Regions from separate parts of the Mus musculus genome. Here region 1 is linked to region 2. A link is a contact called in public HiChIP or PLAC-seq data. All regions are on one chromosome and are shown on one strand. Each heading gives the region's core, a stretch centred on a gene start, on an enhancer-like site or on the middle of the called end of the contact. The rest is flanking DNA. Distances are from core to core; before and after follow the strand shown. Region 1 holds the start of Cxcl10 (chemokine (C-X-C motif) ligand 10). Region 2 holds the start of Gm42113 (a long non-coding RNA gene).

Region 1 (7,079 bases), core at 4,023-6,522, 150 kb after region 2:
TCTTCGTTCCTTTGCTTTTATTCTATTTTTCTCTGACTTCAACCAGCCTATGATAAACTCTGCAAGCTGAAGGGATTTCTTCCTGCTTCCCTCTTCTTTATAGGTACACACATTAAAGCTTAAATACATGCTGTGTTTAGAACTGAGCTTAATCGTCTGACTTCTGACTTCGTTAATTAAATGGCCTTGGTGTCCCTTACCTTGAGTCCCACTCAGACCCAGCAGGATGAGGCAGAAAATGACGGCAGCACTTGGGTTCATGGTGCTGATGGGGAGGCTTCCGGAAGGTTGGCTCGGGATGTCTCTCAGCGGTGGATGAAGCGCTTCTCGAGTGCCGGCTGCTGAGGAGTATTTATCTGCAAAGAGTTTCCCTCCCTGAGTCCTGATTGGCTGACTTTGGAGATGACTCAGCAAGGCTCCGCAACCCGAGGGAAGTCCCCTGTAAACCGAGGGCATTGCTTGTGTTTATTGTGACCCATGAACTTGGAATTTCCCTCTCCCCTCTTGTGCTCCTTTTAATTTTTAACGAGTGAGGTAAGTTTCACTTTCCAAAGCGTGAGCTGTTTGAGAAATCAGATGCAGTGCCTTGCAGAATAAGTCTGGAAATGGCTTTAATTCTCATCTTCCTTCTCTCATAAATAAAACACAGAACTGATATCTAAGTCAGGTTCTAACCATGGTTTTTACATTTGTTGTGTTTACACTGTTTATTTTTGCTTTTTACTTCATATGCTTTATTATAAAATACTTGGAATAAACTTTAAAAAAAAATCACACGCCAAATTTAGCCAGATCCAAAGTCTATACAACTTAGTGAACAGTTAGAGCAGGCATTCAGAACAGAAGCCGGAAGTGTCACACTAATGTTTACAAGTTACAAGAGGAATTGCAAAGCTAATTGTTGCCCCGTGCTGATTCTCTCAGGGATGCTTTGATTGTCTTCTTTGTGAGTGTGTGGTTACAGGGTCAAGGATGAAAGTGAGTGTGGATGTCACTCTGCACAGCACCCAAGGCAGCAGATACCTGGGACCTGGAAGAGTAGGTGAGGTTACATAGATCTCGCATAGAGGTGACAGTGATGAAGGGGATGGAGGTGACTCATCCTGGGAATGGGACAGGAGCCTGGAGTGTACCGGTTCAAAACTTGACAACAGAGGCCAAGAGTGAAACCTGTACCCACCAACGGGAACTGGGAAACAGGAGCTGTCACCAGAACAGGAAGGGAGTTGCTGCTTGGGAAAGATAGAAATTTCTAGAGAGCAAAATCCACATTGATGTAGTCCAAGGACTAGAACAGAGCTAAGCTTTCAAGGGAGCAAATCACGGGACAGCCGTGGAATCTGGAAGGACAGACAGAAGGGAATGGGGGCAGAGACAAGCCAAGAGACTTTCGTTTTGCAACCTTCTGCTGGGAGAAGGCTACTGTGAGAGGACGCCATGAGCAGTCTCTCCCAACCTGCTTCTGCAGAATAGACGCTGCGCTGTAGGAACCTCAGAATTTTAGAGTGGAAAGAGGTGCTGAGCAGTTTTACATTAAACAATAAAGAAAGATACATGGTGACAGTTTTATTTTATTTTGTTATTGTACAAGTTCTCAGTCAAGATGTGAAGGAAAAACAGATTTGAGGATGTTAAGAAAAAACAGTTAGCAAGTGGATATATAGTCCCTTACTGAGGAGAAAAGAGTTTAGTAACTATTGCGTAGTGTTAAGCATCTGTTAGTCAAGAGTTTTCCCTCATTCAACCCTCTAGGAATCCAGAAACTCCATCTCTGTAGCCCACGCTCTCAAACACTTGGTTATGCAGTGGCTCCAAAGAGCAGATCCTTGGTTCAGGCTCCAGACTTGCCTGTGTCTGCTTGGCTGAAGTTATCTTTGATGTTTCTTTGGTGTTTCTGGAACTAAACACCTAGAAGGGGTTTAAATTGGACTTGTTTTACACAGAATTTCATGCTAAAATGAAAGTTACTGTAGTATACATACATTGTATCCAGTAAATAGTCACTCGTACTTGAAAGCAGCCCTTTGACTAGAACAGGCCATTTTGCACTGAATTATAGCAGATTATGGCAAGTATGGTATACATGTCATGGAATTTTTGTGGCTAGGAGAAAAATGAACATTTCTTCAAACATATTCAGATCTGTAAAAAAATATCAAAATTTATGACTATAAAGTTAATGTCAAATGACTGAAATAAAAGAATCTATATGGAATTTCCTAAGAGTCCGCTCCCTATGGTCAGAAGTGCTTTGAAGACCCTTGAGGAAAAGTAAGCCGTAAGAGTAATTCCAGTACTTGGGAGGCAGAGGCAGGTAGACCTCCGAATTCCCGGACAGCTTGGTCTATGTAGTGAGTTTCAGGATAGCTAGGGTTACGTAGAGAAGCCCTCTCTCTCTCTCCCTCTCTCTCTCTCTCTCTCTCTCTCTCTCTCTCCCCCTCTCCCCTCTCCCCTCTCCCTCTCTCTCTCTCTCTCTCTCTCTCTCTCTCTCTCTCTCTCTCACACACACACACACACACACACTCAAGAGTGAAGTGTGCTTACGGACTGCACGTGATAGCACACACCTTTAGTCCTAGTACTTGGGAGGTGGAGACAGCTAGATCTCTTTGAGTTCAAGACTGGACTGGTCTACATAGTGAGTTCCAGGACAGCCAGGGCTATGTAGAGAGCCCATCTCAAAGACAAACGAAACAGAAGAGTGAGGTGTGCTTAAACAAATGACCAGGAGGGGAAGCATATGCAAGACAGAAGTGCCTTCCCCCCCCCCCACAGACACACACCATACACAGAGACACAAACACACGCACAGACACACACCACACACAGAGACACAAACACACGCACAGACACACACAAGATACACACATACACACACACACACACACACACACACACACACACACACTCACAGACACAAACACAAATACAGAGGACACCAACCAGCCAGTCTAGAAACATGGAAGAGTGACATGAGGTAGTGACCACTGGGTAGGACCTGGAGTTGAGTTTTGCAGGCTCAGAACACCCATTGTCCCCAATTATCCTCAGTAAGCATGATTTTGGAGAGCTGATTATGCTAAGCAAATCTGATTAAGGCAAATTGTTTTTATTATTATTATTATTACTATTACTATTTTGGTTTTCCAACACAGGGTCTTCCTATGTAGCCCTGGGAGTCCTGGAACTCACAATGTACATTAGGCTGGCCTTGAACTCAGAGTTACCCTTCCACCTGCCTCTGCCTCCCAATGCTTATGATTAAAGGCCTGTGCCACCATGCCCACCCTAAGATGCAAACTAAAAAGTCTGTTCCTTGCTGGTGTGGGCTGTCCCACAACTGGGGTGGCTATCCAAGACATTCGTGTCCCAGTGCCTGGCATGTGAAGTAGCAATATGTGTTCTGCCTGCTGAGAGCAGAAGCTGCTACAGACTGGTCTCAGTCTGTCCTTTCGCCCCCAGGAGAATCAGAGTCCTGGTACAGGTGGGCAGGGAGTCGGCAAAAAGTGACAAACAAATATGGACACAAGGGAGTGTTGTATCTGAATGTAATTTTGTCAAAGTGAGCATCCGACTTAAATATTACAGAAGAAAACAAAGAAGTTAGGTGTCACAACAGCCAAGGTACATTGAAGTTATCTGACACAAAACAGAAATGCCTTCAAAAGACTGGCAGGAACCAGGCAATGTTTACAGTTAAGATAAAAACAGTCCAGCCTAGAGACAGCTAATGACAGGGGCCAGGTGAGGATTTCATACCCTAATCACAATTTATGCTATTCTATGCTATGAGCCTTATGAAAGCTTGTACCAGGGGGTTCTGCTCAAACAGACCTTTTCATGAATAATGCAATACTGTAGTTCCTCCTCAAACCACAAACCTCCTTTTTCCTAGGCCATGGTAAATTCTTGCATATGGGAGTAACTTGGCTGCTCTTTTAAATATCTGTAGGGAATCTCCATTTGTCAAAAGAACTCACCAACTTTCTTCTAATATGCAATGTAGTCTGCCATACCTGACTGTAGTGAAGATTCTTTTTTTTTTTTAAGATTTATTTATTTATTTATTTATTATATGTAAGTACACTGTAGCTGTCTTCAGACACTCCAGAAGAGGGAGTCAGATCTCGTGATCGGATGGTTGTGAGCCACCATGTGGTTGCTGGGATTTGAACTCCTGACCTTCGGAAGAGCAGTCGGGTGCTCTTACCCACTAAGCCATCTCACCAGCCCTGTAGTGAAGATTCTAAGTATACCTTGTTAAGCTTGCCCTGAGATTTCTAACTCCTATCTGACACAGTGAGATGCCTGATTACTAACTGTCAACACTGGGGCATTTCGTCTGGATGAATGACATTCTTACGACATTCCAAGCCCAGGGTCAGCTCAAGGACTGCCTAGGACATTGGTGAAAGCCAGGGAGTAAAAAGCCAGGGAGTAAAGTCCAACCTGATTTAGGTATTTGTAAAATCATTTCTTGGAGGCACCTATAAGAAAACTATAATGAAAGAAAGCACACAGATCCATACACTGACTAACACAGGGACAGGTTTGGAGCATTCTTGCTGTGGGAATGCCAAGGTTCCAGGAGGCTAAGTGTCCGTAAAGCTCTTTGCCTCGAGACTGTGTCCAAGCCGTTAGGCCTGTCATGCAGACTTCACTGGAGTGGGTGGCAAGAAGCAGGACAAAGATTCCTTCTCTTGTTTTGCATGGGCGCCTGCTCAGGGCATCAACCTCATGGATGTAAGCAACATGGGAAACCATTTCAGAGCAGGGGTGGTTTGTACATCAGTAAGAAACCTGCTGTTAGTGTTCCAGCCGCTGCTGACCTACAGGGGGTAGTTGAATGGGAAAAAAAAAAAAAAAAAGAAAAATGATCACTTTTAAAATATATTTTTTCTTTCAGCAATTCCCAAGGCTTTTTTTGGCACATTTGCTTCGCTAGTATTTATTCACTGTTGGGGGTTAACTTTGAAAGAGAGGGAGAGTTACAGAAGTTAGTTTCAGTTTCCACTTCATAGATTTGGCCCGTGGTTACAGCACCAGACCAGAGAAATAAAACCCAATAAAAGCAACCTGTTCTTAACTGCGAGTGAGCACAGACCCCCCCTGCCATCACAAAGGCTTTCTGAGAAACGAAAGCTCTTAGAAGAAGCTCAGAAGCAGAGGCTTCAGAAGCTCGCAGACGGGATTCCCCTCGTTGCTGCAGGGCACCGCTCTGTCCAATGTCCTATGTCAGCAACTTCCCCTGCGCAGCTCTGACTCGGCGCTGGCTGGGTGGACTGCTCCAATGCTTCCCGGTGACACAATCAGCTCTTCACTCCCTGCCAGCTTGAGCCCAGGGCAAAGGAGGTGCTGGCAAAGGGGTGGCAGACACAATCGTGTCTGGGAATGCCCGATGTGGAGCTCATTCCAATGGTTCTCAACCTGGGGGTCCAGACCCCCACACCAGCAAGTTATATTACAATGGATGGCAGTAGCAAAATTATAGTGATGAAGTAACAATGAAAATAACTTCATGGTTGGTGGTCAGCACAACACGAGGAACTGTATTAAAGGGTCACAGCAGTAGGAACGTTGAAAACTGTTTTGTTCTTCTTCCAGACAGGGTTTCTCTGTGCTGCCCTGGCTCTCCCAGACCTCACTCTGTAGACCAGGTTGGCCTTGAACTCACAGAGAGTCACTGTTTTAGACCATACAGTGACTGGTTTTTATTTTGGTGCTGAAGATCCAAATCAGAACCTTAGACATGCTTGGGCAGATGCTCTACCACTGAGCTATGCCATGGCCCCAGCTTCTGTTTGTTTGTTTGTTTGTTTGTTTGTTTGTTTGTTTTTGCAGTGGGGGATTCCTTGGATGATGCAGTTAACACTGCTGATATCTGTTTGCTTTTATACAGAGTTCACAGGCTGTAGATAAATTAGCACTAGAACTGGAGACCTCTAAGAAAGAGTTTTACTGGAAAGTCAGTTTACCTTGTGGATTAATACTAGCACAGAGTGGACTTATAAGCAAGGATACCCCTTTGAGTGTGCGGGTCCTGATGGTTAAAACAAAGGGGAACAGAAAGACAAATTCTTACAGATGATAAAATTCCAAAGAAAACTCTAACGTAACACATTTAACCCAGTCTAGTTAGATATTACTAGCAGCTAGTGTTCTGGGGTGGGAGTGCGGGGAGTGGGCATCTACATGGGAGGCAAATGATTTTAAGATGTTATATAAAAATAATTTATACCAAGTGTGGATGAATCTGAGATTCTACCAACTAAAATAGTACCGTGTTAACCAGCTCACAATTGCCCCTGTGACAAAGTTCCGCAAGCCAAAAGCCAGCCAAATGGCGTCTTGTCTGGGCATGTGCATTTGTCGTAGGCACAGCATGGTGTTTGTGCTTCATGGCCCAGAGCGAGTTTTATGCTGATGTTCCAGTCCCTGCCAACCCTGCACGGGGTGTTTACATGGGGGGAGGCGGAAGTGGAAATGAAGGAAAATGATAACTTAAAAATACATTATTTTCTTTCAAATATCCTCAAGGCTTTTGTTGCATTTATTTTGCTAGTATTTAAAGTTCAGGGCTCACTTAGAAAGAAAATAAGAGTTGAAGAACTTAGTTTCAAGTCAGGTGTGGTGGCACAGACCTTTAATCCCTGCACTCCGGAGGCAGAGGTAGGAGGATCTCTGTGAGTTCGAGGCCAGCCTTGTCTACAAGAATGAGTTCCAGGACAGCCGGGGCTATTGTACAGAGAAACCCTGTATTGGAAAAACCAAACCAAACCAAACCAAACCAAACCAAACCAAAGAGAACAGCTTAGTTAAGTTTCCCTTTCCACTGATTCAGTCGTCCACACATTAAAAACCAGAGCTCAGGATAGGGTTAAATTTGGAAGATGGGGTAGCAAAAAAAAAGATGTTCTTTAATGACCTTGAATTTGGGTGGAGAGTGACCAAGTCTTCATGTTACAAACACATGCAGATGCATGGCTTAGGGATATAAGTTTACAGGGTCACTAAGCAAAATGACAATCCAGCCTGGATACAAGAGGTCCAGTAAAAACTAGTGCTGTATGAAGTGGCAC
Region 2 (7,543 bases), core at 2,656-5,155:
ACACAAAAAATAAAGACAGAACCAGGTGGAAACATTGACTAGTAAAACTATTGATATATGTTTTTTAATATTGCCACCCATGTGGAAAACTGACTTCATGTGGAACTTTTATTTATGTTCATCTGAACTCTCCCAAAATAAAATTTGCACAGGGCACCAAGCTCCAAAAGTACCCCCTTTGAAGGCATGTGGTGGCAATGCAGTTTGCCATGTTGGTTCACTGATGGCTTTCAGACACTCTGTGACTTCAGTACTCACACATTTGATTAATGTGTATTCAATGGGAGTCATCATTTCTAAGTCAGCGTTTGAGTTCTCGGCTGATTAATCCTTGTAAAGAAAGGACTGTACTTAGGGTAGCCTGGGGCTCCTGTATGTCATCCCCTCAAACCCCCACTGTGCCTCCCGAGATCAGGATGGGACAGTTCCGAGTGAGTGCTTGCCGTCCAGCGGGGCCACATTCTGCCTACTGAGAGGAAAGATTGTCCCAGAGTGTGGAGGGCGTTCTGAGGAACTGGAACAGTGTACTAATGTGGCTGGTTTTCTCTCTGTTTAAGCTAAAGATGGAAAACAGATTATAGTCAGCAGTTCATATAGCTGGGATTTAGAATTGTTTGATTATCATAAAACATGTTCTTAGTTTTAAAAAATCCCACACTATGATTTATGTAATTTATTGGCATTTTTGCTGAATAGGTGTAAGTCAGATAATAGATTTTTAAAAAGCAAATGAAGCAATGTGTCAAAGTCTAATGTTTTCATAATAAAAATAGATATTATGTTCACTTAATCTCTGTCATTGTTCCCTTTGTTTAGATTTTAACAAAGTATTCTGTTCACTGTAAGAAGTAAGGCAAATGGAAATGCTAAGGAGGCTTCTTGTAGTCGGTGTTCTACTGCCCAGAAGAGCACTCATGACCAAGGCAGCTCTTCAGAAACAAAACGTTAAATGGAGAAATTGGTTACTTTTTCAGGGGTGGAGTCCATGATCACGGTGGGAGCAAGGGTAGCACGTGTGGCACTGGAGGAGTGGAGGAGAGCGACATCCTGATTGGCAGGCAGAAAGACAGACACACACACACACACACACACACACACACACACACACACACACACACACACACACACACTGACATGGCCGTTTGAAACCTCAAAGACACACTTCCTCCAGTCAGGTCACACATCTCCTAATCTTTCTAACCCTATCAAAGTCATTCCCTAGTGACATTCATATATGTGAGCCTGTGGAGGCCATTCTTACTCAAACCAAGACTTCTCTTTCTCAGCATTAAACTGGATGTTCGGAGCATTATTCCCACTGAAGCCAGTGACCAGGGTTCTGTGAGAGTGAAGGGGCTAATTGGAGCAGGTGCCAGAATGCAAGAGGTTTTGGACGTGGGTTTTAGGGTTGGTTTTTTTTTTTGGTTTGGTTTGGTTTGGTTTGGTTTGGTTTGGTTTTTTGAGATAGGGTTTCTCTGTGTAGCCCTGGCTGTCCTGGAACTCACTTTGTAGACCAGGCTGGCCTCTACCTCCCAAGTGCTGGGATTAAAGGCATGCGCCACCACTGCCCAGCTCCTCTTATTTTTTTAGTGGGTCTTTGAGAATTCTATACAGTGTGTTTTGGTCATATTTACCTACCTGCCTTAACTCTCCAGCACCAGGTCTGCATGTGTTCTGCCATGTTCCCCACAATAAAGATAATAGATTAAACCTCTGAAACCATAAGCCAGCACCCATTAAATGCTTTCCTTATTAAGAGGTGCTGTGGTCATGGTGATGCTTCACAGAAATGGAGCACGAACTAAGACAGGCCTTGTTCTGCCCTGCAGAACTCATCTTCATTGCCAAAGCAAAACTCATTGATTCAGCTCCAAGCACTGAGGATACAGAGGGGAAGACAAAAGCCCTGTTTAACTTACATTCTAGAGTAAGTACCAATAAATACAGTCAAGTGCTCTGTAGCTTTTGGAAAGAAGTCTGCATGTTGTTCAGAATTGGATGAGAAGCCAGAAGAGTGATTAGATACACGACTCTCCATAGATCCCATCTCTCCTATGTTGAGAATTGTCTGGGGCAGAGGTCATGAACTCAAGAGACCATATAAGAAGCTATTGCCACGGATCAGACTGTATTATAGGGGTAATGGTGTTTAAAGCGGTAGGAGTGGAGGTGCACTCTGCAGGTAGAGCTAAGAGGACTTAAACTGCAAATATCTAGGGGATAGAGGAGGAAGAGAAAGAAAGCAAAACCAGTTCCTGGAAAGGGCAACATGGTTTGCCGAGTTCAAGATAAGAGGAGCAGGTGATCAAAGGCTATGTTTCCTGTGGACTTGCTGACCCTGAGGTCCAAGGGCACATGGTTATCTATTGGCACGTTCACCTGGGAAACAGATGTGGTAATCTGGAGTTCCTGGAGCCAGAAAAATATATCTGGTAAACAGCAATGCAAAGAAGTTGGATGTTAAACATGGGCGGCTTCTTATCCTTGGAGCCCCAAAGCACAACTATACAGATAAGGAATGGATTGGCACAACTTGGAAACAAGCAAGGTAGTGAGTCTGCAGTGTTCTAGTATCTCCTGCACACCCATCCTCTGCTGAGTGCTATACTCTGTTGACAAGCAACCATGGTTGTCAACCAAGGAGCAGGAGGCATGACCCTGTGTTGCTAGCTGTGTGGTGCTAGATTCTCACTAGCTTGATGATGTCAACAAGCCTGTCAGATGTGTTCATAGTCTGGTTTTTATCACAAACACTTTTTTCCTAGACTAGAGAGACATCAATTTAAAGCACTTGCTCTCACGCGGGTTCAGATCTTATCACCAACATAGTAGCTCACATGCATCTGTAACTCCAGTTCTGAGATATTTGACACCCTCTTCTTATCAGGCATACATGTGATAAACATGCATACATGCAGGCAAAATACTCATAAAAGAAATCTAAAAAATTCAAAGCAGGAGTCATTTACCCTGCTGACCTCAGCAAGCTAGTACTGCAGTTCACAGTGTTCATGCATGGGGAATATCATAGGCTGATGTTGATTTTCCTTGTTTCAGAGAAATGACAACCCATCATGTAATCAAGAGATCTACTTCTTAAATGAGCTATTATACATAAATATATCTAATATGTGATGAGGATGATGGGATTTTGAAGTAGTGCATGTGTGTCACATATCTAAATACCTTCTCATTTTCTCACATGCGGTCTCTTTTAAGAACTTCTTACGTTTAACGATAATGCGCTCTTCCTTCTCCCCCATCTCCAGGGTTTCCTGCTAACTCATGAACTGTACCAAGAAAGAGGAAACACAGCTTCAGCAAGCAGTTAATATCTAACCCAGCACATTAATACATAACCAAGTGTCCGTGGTTGGCAGCAACTGCTGTCGCAGCATAGAGAGGTGGTGGACCACATGCTTTCATGATTTCATTATTGACCCCTAGCATCTCCCCATATGGTAATCAGGAGATCTAATTCTTCTCACGCCCAGGGCTCTCTGCAGCTTAGTAGCCTGAGTCAGTTCCTCATCCTTGCCTGGCTCACCTCTGAATGTTCCTACTAAGCCATGGAACCAACAACCCAGCAAGACATTTTAAGCCTTTTGATACTCATCTGACTGCTGTTTGGAACAGGTTGGTGGGCAAATTGTTGTCAGAACTAAGTTTTCATTGAGAGAGAATGAAGTAACCGAAGCAGCCAAACCAGGGCCTTGTGTTGACTTAAGCACATCACCATAAATAGCAGAGGACTTGTGATTTATTCCGCTCTCCCACAGTTCTCAGAGACAAACAAGAATGAATTCTGGCCTGAGCTTTCTTTTTCTGATTCTGGGGAAATGTCTGTCACAAAGTGAAAGTAAAAATTGCACTAGCAAAGTGAAGAACACAAAGGCAAGGCGAGAGTAAACAAAGTGTTCCCTTGGAAAAGGCCAGGAGATTCTGCACAAATATTCCCACGGGTCCTTGCCATGTGGGAACCCAACTCCTCAGGCCTTGCCATAAGTCAAGTGTGACTCACATCACAGTCATGCACCTTTCCAAAGTAACAGCTTGGCCACCGACAATTTGTCTCGTGTGTGTGTGTGTGTGTGTGTGTGTGTGTGTGTGTGTGTGTGTGTGTGTGTGTATGTATGTATGTATGTATGTATGTATGTATTTTGGTCCCTGGGACTTGAACCAAGGCTTCCCCCACACCCTACCACTAAGCTGCATACCCATGGTGCCCCACCCATCTGTCTCTTATTACCATTCTGGAACTCTTTCCTCCAAACCAGCTGCCGACTTCCCGTAGGTACGAATTGACCCTGGACTTGGTTGCCTAACACATTTACGCCTATTGGGGAAAGTGACCTTGAGTACAGCTTCTCACTGTCTTCTTGGCAACTACCTAGTTAAGCTAGATGAAGAATGTTACATGCTGGGAGCTAACTGTGTGCCATGAAACTTGCAATTATGGATCTTTTCGTGGACAGGAATCTCTATGGAGATGATAAAGCTGTCGAATGAACCCAGGTATTGCAATCCTCCTAAACAGGTATGGGCTTAGGGAAGCACAGGCTGAGTGTCGGAAGCCAAGACACTGTCCATATTGTAGCCACCAAGCCTCTGGATGGAACATGGGTATAGGTGCTAAGTATTGTTATCTCACATCCCTCTATAACAGCAGTTCTCAACCTGTGAGAAGTGATGACATGGAGGTGGAACAACCCTTCCACGAGGGTCTCAAATCAATCAGATGTCCTCTATATAAGATATTTATGTTAGGTTTCATAACACTAGCAAAGTTTACTCTGCAGAAGTACAACGAAAATAACTTTATGGTGGTCACCATAACATGAGGAACTGTATTAAAGGGTCACACAGCATCAGGAAGGTTGAGAACTACTGATTAGAATGAAGTCTATTGTGCCATACAAGTTTGATTGAAAGAACTGCTGACCATTGTTGGTAAAATAATTGTTTTAAGGGTTGATACTCAAAGCCTAACGTCAATTTGTCTTCTCCTACCTTATGGCCAGAAGTGACTCACAGCCATGTGCTGGTCTAAGCACTGTTAAACAAATCGAGACCAGTGGGTACCTTGCCTGATTGCAGTTCACCCATGTCTGGGAGTGCTTGAATAGAAATCTCTCCATGAAGTGCCTAGCTTTATGGGAATGAGGGATTTGTAAATGAAAAGTTTAAGTGTGAGAGGGAAACACAGAGCCCTGGTCTGCAAGGACATGGGCTAGGGAGCCATGTATGCTCATTCTGTATATGGAAGGCATGTGCACAGGGTATAACAGAATCTACTGTCAAGATTTCACTTTCAGCTCTTTGCCTAGATGCAGGAGGATCAGCACCAGAAAGTCCTACTTACTAGTTGACCTTCCTGTTAGAGAATTATGTCACAGGCCAGACAGGTACCTCAAACACCAAGGATTCATTCAGCTTAGACTTCCACCCTGCTGTTCATCACCAAAGGAAGTCAGTGCAGGAACCCAAGCAGGGCAGGAATCTAGAGGCAGAAGCTGATGCAGAGATTATGGAGGGATGCTGCTCAACTGGTTGGCTTCCCTTGGCTTGCTCAGCCTGCTTTCTTATAGAACCCAGGACTACCAACCCAGGAATGGCACTGTCCACAATGGTCTGGGTCCTCCAATTGATCATTAATTGAGAAAATGCCTTACAGCTGGATCTTTTTTTTAAAAAAGATTTATTTATTTATTTTATGTATATAGGTACACTGTAACTGAACACATGGTTGTGAGCCTTCATGTGGTTGTTGGGGATTGAATTTTTAGGACCTCTGCTTGCTCTGGTTGGCTCTACTTGCTACAGACGCACCAGAAGAGGGTGTCAGATCTCATTATGGGTGGTTGTGAACCACCATGTGGTTGCTGGGATTTGAACTCAGGACCTTCAGAAGAGCAGTCAGTGCTCTTACCCACTGAGCCATCTCACCAGCCCCCTTACAGCTGGATCTTATGGAGGCATTTTCTCAACTGAGGCTCCTTCCTCTCTGATGACTCTAACTTGTGTCACGTTGTCATAGAACCAGCTGGTATGATTACTTTCATACTTCAAGAGGGAACAACCAGGGCACAACCAATGTGAACAAAGCAAACAACAAACAAACAACAAACAAACAAACAAACCCAAACAGTACAAATGATGCAGAGTCTAATATCTGGTATTTACTCCTGATCATTTGTGCTCTTCCAAAAATCTTGGAAGTCTCCCTCCCTGACTTCACTCTTCAGGCATGAGCCCGTTTCCTCCGGCTGAGCTTCCAAACACTTCCCAAAGAAGCCTTTGAATCCTTCATGACCGACTTGTGGTGACTCCGCATCCCAGAGGGACAGATGGATGAGTAGACTGTTGACATCCTTCACAAATGATGAGCCAGGGCTACTATTGCTGTTCCCTTCCTGAGAGATAGGCTCTGTGTTCACAGAGATGGAGGAGACAAGTCACCAGTGTTTGCCTTTTTGCTTCATATAGCTTCATGGGCAGATACAGAGAGACCTTCCCTCCCAACTGAGGCAAATTTAAATGCATATCTCTGTGGGTTTATATGTTTAAATCACAATTAAAGGAGTCAGGATGCCCTCTCTGTTTGCTAGACACACCCCACGGAGTCTGCTCAAGGCCTTGAATGCAGGGGTGAGACAGGTCCTCACTTCACCCACCGCATCCTACAGCATGGAATGCAGGCTGCCCTCTCTGCTATTTCCATTTTTCTTCTGCGTGATGGAATCCCTGATTCCTAGCTAGACTTTTGATTAGGAAGACTAGACTTTTGATTAGGAAGAAAGGAAGGAAGGAAGGAAGGAAGGAAGAAAGAAAGAAAGAAAGAAAGAAAGAAAGAAAGAAAGAAAGAAAGAAAGAAAGAAAGAAAGAAAGGAAGGAAGAAAGAAAGAAAGGAAGAAAGGAAGAAAAGAGAGAGAGAGAGAAAGAAAGGGAGGAAGAAAAGACAAGACAGACAAATAAACTATGTCCTAATTGCTTTTATTTTCCTGATTCTTCTACAAAGACCTGGTAATGGTGGGAGATATAATAAATAAATAAATAAGTACTTATTATAGTCTGCTTTTTGTGCTTGGTAAAACACTGATCAAAACCAGCTTGGGGAAAGAATTTGTATTTAGCTTACAGGTTAGAGTCCATCACTGAGAGAAGCCAAAGCTCAATACACGAACTTTGGGAGAGACGGCTGAGGAAAGCTTCTTCCTGCTCGCTTCCCTGGCTTGCTCTGCTAGCTTATTTATTTATTTATTTATTTATTTATTTATTTATTTATTTATTTTTCGAGACAGGGTTTCTCTGTGTAGCCTTGGCTGTCCTGGAACTCACTCTGTAGACCAGGTTGGCCTCGAACTCAGAGATCCGCCTGCCTCTGCCTCCCAAGTGCTGGGATTAAAGGTGTGCGCCACCACGCCCGGCTTCTGCTAGCTTTTTTTTTTTTTTTTTTTTTTTTACACAGCCCAAGTACACCTGCTATATCACTATAGCATCACCCACGCATGGTACGTGGGCCGCCTACATCCTTTGAATCAAG

What was found. HiChIP or PLAC-seq counts read pairs in DNA pulled down with a chosen protein or histone mark.
Region 1: a contact with region 2 is called in an HNF4G HiChIP or PLAC-seq map of pancreatic cancer cells. The contact joins two enhancer-like sites. A contact is called at or near these places in 4 of 39 promoter capture datasets (the C10 cell line, the HPC-7 cell line, liver and 1 more) and 2 of 115 datasets of contacts at active chromatin or transcription factors (bone marrow-derived macrophages and pancreatic cancer cells).

The regions. Positions count from the first base shown.
Region 1 is chr5:92,348,554-92,355,632 of GRCm38.p6, forward strand. Cxcl10 (chemokine (C-X-C motif) ligand 10) reads right to left here and starts at 336. Exons shown (of 4, transcript NM_021274.2): 1 at 201-336. The coding sequence starts at 261. It also overlaps a transcript of Art3 not described here. Within about 2 kb of position 5,273, at least 208 of the 459 cell types and tissues checked have an H3K27ac peak or open chromatin away from gene starts, as enhancers often do. A contact at or near this core is called in liver and pancreatic cancer cells, where this site is marked.
Region 2 is chr5:92,202,011-92,209,553 of GRCm38.p6, forward strand. Uso1 (USO1 vesicle docking factor) reads left to right here. Exons shown (of 24, transcript NM_019490.1): 24 at 1-785. It overlaps Gm42113 (a long non-coding RNA gene), which reads left to right and starts at 7,474. Exons shown (of 3, transcript XR_880430.2): 1 at 7,474-7,543. Within about 2 kb of position 3,906, at least 88 of the 459 cell types and tissues checked have an H3K27ac peak or open chromatin away from gene starts, as enhancers often do. A contact at or near this core is called in liver and pancreatic cancer cells, where this site is marked.